Regions from separate parts of the Zea mays genome. Here regions 1 and 3 are each linked to region 2. The links are chromatin contacts, called in public Hi-C maps. All regions are on one chromosome and are shown on one strand. Each heading gives the region's core, a stretch centred on a gene start, on an enhancer-like site or on the middle of the called end of the contact. The rest is flanking DNA. Distances are from core to core; before and after follow the strand shown. Region 1 holds the start of LOC100275140. Region 2 holds the start of LOC100275783. Region 3 holds the start of LOC100381425 (Cation efflux family protein).

Region 1 (2,857 bases), core at 248-2,747, 400 kb before region 2:
GGTGGTTGGGGGTATTTGTAGCCCCAACCACCAAACTAGCCGTTTGGTGAAGGCTGCTGTCGCATGGCGCACCGGACAGTCTGGTGCGCCACCGGATACTGTCCGGTGCGCCTGCCACGTCACCAAACCATTGGATTTCGACCGTTGGAGCTTCTGTCTTCTGGGCCACCGGACAGTCCGGTGGTGCACCGGACAAGCACTGTTCAGTGTCCGGTGCGCCATCTGGCTCTGCTCTGACTCTGGCGCGCACTATAGCGCATTTAATGCTCTCTGCAGACGACCGTTGGCGCGAAGTAGCCGTTGCTCCGCTGGCACACCGGACAGTCCGGTGCGCCACCGGACAGTCCGGTGAATTATAGCGGAGTGGCCTCCAGAATTCCCGAAGGTGAGCAGTTCGGAGTTGAAATTCCTGGTGCACCAAACACTGTCCGGTGGCACACCGGACAGTCCAGTGCGCCAGACCAGGGCACACTTCGGCTGACTTTAGCTTTCTATATTTAAATCCTTTTTCGGTCTTTTTATTGGTTTGTTGTGGACCTTTGGCACCTGTAGAACTCATAACTTAGAGCAAACTAGTTAGTTCAATTATTTGTGTTGGACAATTCAACCACCAAAATCAATTAGAAAAAGTGGAAGCTATTTCTCTTTCAATAACAAAACCCTCAAAACACCCATGCATTTAGGGTCCTATCAATCTCTGATTTGAGTTGACAAATGGGCGAATTGGAAGATGCCAGTATTGCTTGAGTCGATACTTGAGAGCTACAACGTCGCCGTCACCAAATTCAAAGATGTTCACTACCACATACTTCGGGACACGTAGTTTCTGCCAAATAATTCTACTTAGCCTGATCCAAGTGAGAGTGTAGCAATGACTCTAGATGATAGATAGAGCTACACCCTTCGATGTACTATTAGTTATTATTTAGAACAGCGACAGAGTCTCTAAAATATAATTTTGACCAATATTTTTTTAAATACAAATAAACTTTTAATACATTGATGTTTTTATAAAAGTACATGTTAAGATAAATCGGTGCATATAAACATTATATTTCAAAACTACATAATAAAATGGTTATTTATAGTCAAAATTTTATAAATTTAACTTAAAATTTGTCCAAAACGACGACTAACAGGATACGTGAAGAAGTAGTTGCTATTGATAGAAACTCAGCTGAATTTAACTAATTAGTCAGATAAACAACTAGTTAGATATTTAGTTAAAAATTCGTTAACTTATTAGCTTTCTTATTTTAGCAGTAATTAGTTCCGGTAACTAGTAATTAGTTCCGGTAACTGGCCCTGGACACCCAAGTACCCAACACCCAATAGTACTCCAAGGCTCGAATGGTCGATGGAGAGTGAATTCGTGGTGCTCGCGGAGGTCGGCCCACGGGATACATCCCTCACCTACGTGGCGATGATCGCGCTACTCCAGCCGCCACGTGTCCCCGAACCCCTCGTTAAATCCAGCACAGCGCATATCCCCATCCGTTCCTGTTCCCCTCGGCGACGCCAGTACGGCAGTACGCCACGCCAGTGCCCAGTTGCATTGACTCCTCCCCGGTCCCCACATCTTGCCGCCAATGGATGTCGACGGGCCCGCCCCCGCCGACGCCTCTGCCAGGCCCGCCACCAACGGCGAGGCCCCCTCCGGCGCCCGCGAGGTCGACGTCGGCGAGGAGGACACGCTCGCCGGCGTCCTCCGCAGCTTCGTCGACGGCGTCTGGTACCCGGACGAGCCTCTGCTCCGGCGGCTCCGGGCGGCGTCCTGCGACGCCGCGCCGCGCCTGAGGGGGGCGTCCCGGAACTCCGCGCGGGACCTGCTTGAGTGGACCAGGCGGGGCAGCGGCCTCCGCGCCATCCTCGTCATCTCGGTGGGCGCGCGCCTCCTTGATCCGTCACATGAGCATGGGTTTTCTTGCCCTGTTTACTAAATCTGGCTCTATCTTCTTTAGTTTATTTTCTGTAGGTGATTGCGTAGCGGTTAACTGTGCCATGGTCACTATTGCAATGTTGGTTTAGATTTGTGCTTTTTAGATCTCAGGGGCAAGGATGAAAGTGGGTATCCGAATTGTTAGACAAATTTAATATTTTAAAATAGATAGGTATGGAATTTTATGTTAATCTTTTTTTATGTTATCAAGCATATTATTACAGATAAGAATAAAATTTTGTATAAATTGTTTTATGTATTATTTGCTCCTCACAACCGAAAAGGTGAAAAAATATCTGAATTTGTATCGGAATTTTATATCTTTCATTTGAGAAGATATAAATTTGAGGTTTAAATTTTATGAATCTTTACAAGCTCATAGCTAAAAAACGATAATACCATTTTGCATAGCAGATTTTATATACTATTTATTCGCAATCAAAGAAAAAAGAAAAAAGGTTGATATTTATCCGTTCCATCCCTATCAGGGCCATATATGATTACGAATCTGTTGGGGAAAGTGAAGAATGTTTGCGAATCTGTTGGGGGAAGTGAAGAATAGGCTGAATTGTAATCCCTCTGTCCTGAAACCTAATAGATTTAGGTTTTCTCTAAACCAAACAACCATAAGTTTAACTAAATTAACAATTACAAAATAAGTATTAACATCTACGACCTCAAATAGGTAAACTATAAAAATAGATTTCATATTCCTTCTAAAAATTAGATTTCATAGGGTAGCAGTGTTTTTAATAGTACTCATTTAATAACGTTGTTTCTAAAAAACTTATCTGACTTAGGTTAGTTTGACTTTAGACAACTCAAAATTAACTGCATTTGAAGTCGAAGGGAGCATGTTGTAAGCAGAAACGAAAACATGGTGAATTACTTCTGCTAGCAATAGAACATGGTAGATTG
Region 2 (2,819 bases), core at 171-2,670:
CCCGCCCCACCGGCCCCGGATCTTGGAGAGCGCCAAGAAGTCGCCCGACCGCACGTCCTCCCTCCTTATAATTGTGTTCGCGGAACGACGCCTCTCGAACGACGCCCCCATGTGCTTCCCAAGGAACGCCAAGTTGGCGTCCTGGCCCCAGCCGGTGTTGGAGAACAAAGGCGCCACGTCGGCCAAGGACAGCAGCGTCCCAAGCATCCCAGATGGCATCAGGAAGACGGCGATCCCGTGCTGCTTTACCTGCATGCAGAAAGAGAGACAGTCATGCTGTCTGTCTGAGCGTAAAGAGACAGTCGACCCATACGTACGTACGTATTCCATCTCTGCCGCGTCCTCCCACGCTTTGATCTCGAAGGTGTGGTTCTCGTTCGACCTCATGTAGTAGTCCCAGGCTACCCTGTAGGGCGTTGCGAACACGTACAGGTCCATGCATGTCCAGCTCTGAGGCGAAGCAGTCTACAGCAACAAGGAAGGAATTAATTAACGCTTTTGGTGAGATAGAAATTGCCGTAAAGGATATTATTGACCGACCGAATGTAGCAGTCCCAGTTCATCCAATTAAGATTGACAAGTGTACAACAGAGGAAGAAACCGAGAACAGGACGACCTTGGAATATCATGCATGCTTTCATATTTTTGTGGACTGCAGGACAGAGTGACACGCGGACGTGCGGACTGGCGATTTGGCATTTCTACTGTTTGCCACCGACCAGTCGGGGAACCTACGATGGCCATTCTGTCCGCGTTCCAAACATGCGTGTTTGTCTTGTTGTGCTAGCTATTTTATTCAGGCATTCAAAATTCATTTGTCTCTCTTACGGGTCTCGGTCAAAATCCACACAACAATCAAGCTAGCCCAACGTGTTTGCTTTGCTATTGATCGGGAAGGCAGAATTTCATCCAAAAAATATATATATACACCATATGTCTGGGATTTAGAGTCAGCTAGGACTACGGCCGGCCGGGTGGAATCGAAAGAGATAAACCACTAGTAAATGAGGTTGCGGGTTCAAAGGGGGCAATATGCGAGTGAGTGTGTAATATGTGAGGGATCCCTCACCTTGAGGCGGAGGACGGCGCCACCGAGGCCCCCGGCGGTCCCGTTGCGGCCGGGGGTGAGGTCGAGCACGGCCTGGTTTTCGTCGAAGCACGCGCCGCGCCAGGCGGCCGCGGGCCCGCCCGGCGCCACGGCGCCGACGAACGACGGGAGCAGGTCGACGGCGCTGTGGGCCGTGGCGCCCATGAGCTGCCACGCCATCCGCCGCGGCAGCAGCGGCAGCAGGTCCCTCGCCCGGAACGGCGCCGCTCCGCAGATTAGAACACGGAGCAGCGCGAGAAAGAGGAGGAGCCTCCGCCGCGGCAGAGCGGCCATCGTCGGGCGTCGGTCCGTGCGCTTAGCTGGCCCCCGTGAGCTTTTTGTTCGCTTCGCTCGCTTGGCTGCTTGCTCCGTGTGTGGCTCGCGGCCCCGGCCCGTGATGCAGCGCCAGAGATCGCGCGGCCGCGTCGAGACAAATGCGAAAACTCGGCTCGCGCCGAACGGGCTCGCAGGATTTTTTTTAAGTGCCGCCGCCACGCCAGCGACCGGCGTGCGTGTTGCTTGCCTAGGGCGGAGCAAGGCGCGCCGGCGCGGTAGAGCAGGTACTCCCGGGTGCAGTGCACGGGCCACCGGCGGCAGGTGGCCTGCGCTCTATTTCAAGCGGGCGGCCCGCGGCCGAGAGCTGGAAAGGATCCGGTGACCCGTGCTTTGCTGCACTTGCACAAGAGCATGACCACGAGATTGACGCCTTTGAGTTGGAAGTTTGGAACGTAACGGTTGCACTGGCTTGGCGGCCAACCAACTGACACGGTCGGAAGCATGACAACTTTTTGTTCAATCCCAACTGGATATTGTTGAAGTTGTGTTCTAATTAAGTTAGAGTTTATTTTACGTTACTTAATATGTTATGGACATGTTTGGGAAAACAGGAATGGAGGGGCTAAAACTTTCTTGATATTCATTTTTGAATACAAAGAAAATTATAGTCCCTCCAATCTTCTTCGTTAATGTGACTAATGCTTGGAATTGAGTTGAACCAGACCTAGCACATCATGCTTCAAGCTAAACGAGTTCAGACAAAGAAAATTCAAAAAAGTTTTGGGTTATACCATGCCAGTCCGAAGTGTAAAAAACAGTGATACAGTCCGACTCTAAACCACGTCATGCCTTTATTAGATCGTACCAGTTCAAGCCCGTCCCATATCCTAAAATTATAGTCTCTCCAATCTTCTTCGTTGGGCCCCTTAGAACTAGAAAATAGCTTTAAATTGAGAGATCGAGTCGGTCATATTTATATATAATGGACTATATCATAACTAAGGTTGGGCCACAAACAGGTTCGACGGGGACGGGCTCGGTTCGGTTTGATAGGCTATCCATACCGATAGTACCTAGCATCAGGCTAAATATGCCGCAAAAAACGGCCGTGCGCCGACAATAAACGGCCGTGCTCTTGTCTTGGGCTCATGACGGACCCCGTGCCGGGATTCTGTCCAGATAAGATAGGGGCAAATCTGTCTTTGCTGATAACGAAGTCTAGACAAGGCCCATTGACAAAATCCACCTCTTATAATGGCACAGTTCCAAAATTTTTGGTTTCAACTCAACTCTCGCCTTTATCCTGCAGATGTGCCTTTTTCACCATGTCATTCAATGTGATACACGGGTTCGTTCTGTATAGCATCGAGATATATTTATTCTACCGAAACAGACAAATTTTCGTCTTGCCAGTTTACAGCTTGGAGGGGGATTGGTACCATCCCCACGGCTCATC
Region 3 (2,727 bases), core at 140-2,639, 350 kb after region 2:
AGGTTCGGTTCAAAGAACCTAGTCCCCGTTGAGGAGGTCACAAAGACCGGGTTTATTTCAACCCTTTCCCTCTCTCAAACGGTCACTTAGACCGAGTGAGCCTTCTTGCTTAATCTCACGGGTCACTAAGACCCCACAAGGACCACCACACACTTGGTGTCTCTTGTCTCGCTTAAAAGCACTTGAGAATAAGAATGGAAAAGAAAAAGTCCGAGCCAAGCAACAAGAGCAACAAAGAACACAAGAAAACCCTCTCTCAAGTCCCTAATAGAATTGAGTTGATTTGGAGGCTTTGGAGAGGATCCAATCTATTTGACGTGTCTTGGAGTGGAGTCTTTTGCTCTTGTATTGAATGCAATGTTTGGAATGCTTGGATGGATATGAATGAGGTGGTTGGGGGGTATTTATAGCCCCCAACCACTTCCATAGCCGTTGGGGAGGCTGCTGGCGATGGGCGCACCGGACAGTCCGGTGCGCCGCCACATCACCCAACCGTTAGGGTTCGGAGCGAATTCGACCGTTGGGGCTTTTGTCTTCTTGCGGCATCGGATAGTCCGGTGCCACATCGGATAGTCCGGTGCCCTCTAACTTCGCGGCTCTGACTTCTACCGCGGCACTGTTCACGTGGCAGGTACTTTTGAAGTCGACCGTTGGCGCTGGATAGCCGTTGCCCGCTGGCTCACTGGAGACGCCGACAACAGAGCTCCTCCGTCGTCGTCCCTCCCGCTCAGACCCAGGCGTCGTGAGCGGGAGGTGCGGGTGAGAAGGACAGCGGGCGACGCGGGTCTGGGTCGTACGAGACCGCGCTTTGATGTCGGGAACGACGCTCTTCTGCCATTGTCCCTCCCGCTCGGACCCGAGCATCGCCGAAGGGCGGCGGTTGTGGCATCGATTACAGTTCTGAGATGCGGGTGGGGCGGTTGCGGCTGCGAGATGCGGGGATGGGGCGGGCGCGGATCAGCCGCGAGATTAGCGGGGGGAGGGCGAGGGAGTGGATCCCGCGATGCCATGGATGACCCCGCTGGTGACGGCTGCTGCGGGGATGCGGGGACGGGGCGGGCGCGGATCGGCCGCGAGATTAGCGGCGGGGGAGGCGGAGCCGTGGTGATGACGGTGGTGGACGCCCTTGTTACCCTTTTAAGAAGTAGTAGAGATTCAGTTTTATGAAAGGACCAACGACTTAATATGAGTAATTTGATTTTTTAGATGCCTGGATTGTTTCAGAAAAGATTCCGCATGGCCCAGTAGAACGTGGAGCAGGCTTTGGGCCTATCTATCTGTCCTTCGCACATCTGAATATTCAAGCCCAGCCCAGCGTCTAACCAACCAAACCAATCACTGTAGTCCGTACCGCGAGGCGGAGGCAGTGGTGACCAGTCCACGCCTCTCCTCTCCCGGTCCACCGCCACCGGCACCCCGCCCTCCGTTCCGGATCCGCCGCCGCCGCCCATGTCCGGCCGCCACGCGCCGCACCTCCGGCTGGCCGTGCCGCCGCGGCTCTCCGCGCACCCCTCTTTCCGCTTCCCCTCCACGCCGCTCCCGACCCCGTCGAAAGCCCGCGGACTCCCTTCCTCCGCCGCCCCGCCGTCCTCCCGCTACGCCGACGGGCTCCTCCGCCTAATCGTGCTGCACGCGCTCTTCCTCCTCGCGCCCGCCGTGCGCGCGCTCCCCTCCCTGGCCCACGCGCTCGCGTTTTCCCCGCCCCTCGCGCTGCTCTCGGCCGCCGCCCTCCTCCTCCACCACTTCGCCGCCGCTTCCCGGAAGACCCACCAGCCTCACCGCCCGTTCCCCGGGTTCCCCGCTCTCGTCCGCCCGGCCTTCCTCCTCGCGCTTTCTATCCTCCTCCGGCTCGTGGCCCTCCGCATCCTCCCCGCCCCGGGCCTCCTCGTCCTCGCGGACTCCGCGGGCTCCCTGCTCGCCCGCGCCCTGCGCCGGCCCTCCCGCCGCCGAGTCATCTCCACCGCCGTCGCCGCCTTATCCCTTGTCTGCATCTCCCCTTCCCCTTCCGTGATCCTCGCGATCCCCTTCGCCGCTGGCTTCCTTTCCTCGACCGAACAATCGGCCGCGGCGCGGCATGCCACACGCACTCGGCTCGCCCGGGCGGCGGCATTTGCTCTCGCTGCTGCCTTTCTCTCTGTGCCAGCGCTTGTGGGTCTCTCCTTTTTCGGTGCCAGCGATGCGGGCGATGGTCCTCCTGATGGAGCAGTGCCGATCGGCCCGGTCTGGTGGCTGCTGCTTAACTCTGCCTTCTTTGGCATGGCTTTGGAGCGACGGCAGGAGCATGGCAGCGGCGGCGGTAGGCCGAGTGTGGATTTTGCACTGACGTTCTTATGCACTCTTGTTCTGGAGCTGCTGTACTACCCAAAGCTGTCTTTACCAGGATTCTTGATTTGTGGGTTCCTCTTGTGGATCGCCAGCAGGGAGCTGATCCCTGCAGGATATGTGGAGCATGGAACTGAAGATATCTCAGAGTCAGTTTTTGAAGCAATCATGGGTCCAGTTAGGCATATCTTGAGTGAGCGGAAGTCGAGAAAGATTGCTGTGTTTCTATTGATCAATACAGCCTACATGTTTGTGGAATTTGGCTGTGGGTTTGTGAGTGATAGTCTTGGGCTGATCTCTGATGCTTGCCATATGTTGTTTGATTGTGCTGCACTGGCAATTGGTCTCTATGCGTCCTACATTGCGAGATTGCCTGCAAATGGGATGTACAACTTTGGAAGGGGC

Evidence for each region. Hi-C and Micro-C count contacts between places; a contact is called where the count stands out from the background.
Region 1: a Hi-C map of tassel shows a contact between it and region 2, with 2.9 times the contacts expected there. The contact joins the promoter of LOC100275140 here to the promoter of LOC100275783 in region 2. A contact is called at or near these places in 4 of 25 Hi-C or Micro-C datasets (bundle sheath, ear, leaf and 1 more).
Region 3: a contact with region 2 is called in a Hi-C map of leaf, with 4 times the contacts expected there. The contact joins the promoter of LOC100381425 here to the promoter of LOC100275783 in region 2. A contact is called at or near these places in 8 of 25 Hi-C or Micro-C datasets (bundle sheath, ear, leaf and 3 more).

The regions. Positions count from the first base shown.
Region 1 is chr4:82,868,696-82,871,552 of Zm-B73-REFERENCE-NAM-5.0, reverse strand. LOC100275140 reads left to right here and starts at 1,497. Exons shown (of 3, transcript NM_001150506.2): 1 at 1,497-1,880. The coding sequence starts at 1,590.
Region 2 is chr4:82,471,748-82,474,566 of Zm-B73-REFERENCE-NAM-5.0, reverse strand. It overlaps LOC100275783, which reads right to left and starts at 1,420. Exons shown (of 7, transcript NM_001374082.1): 1 at 1,070-1,420; 2 at 322-465; 3 at 1-249. The coding sequence starts at 1,381. It overlaps AMADH1A (Aminoaldehyde dehydrogenase 1a), which reads right to left. Exons shown (of 15, transcript NM_001164335.1): 15 at 2,640-2,819. The coding sequence ends at 2,778.
Region 3 is chr4:82,122,722-82,125,448 of Zm-B73-REFERENCE-NAM-5.0, reverse strand. It overlaps LOC100381425 (Cation efflux family protein), which reads left to right and starts at 1,389. Exons shown (of 1, transcript NM_001174266.1): 1 at 1,389-2,727. The coding sequence starts at 1,450.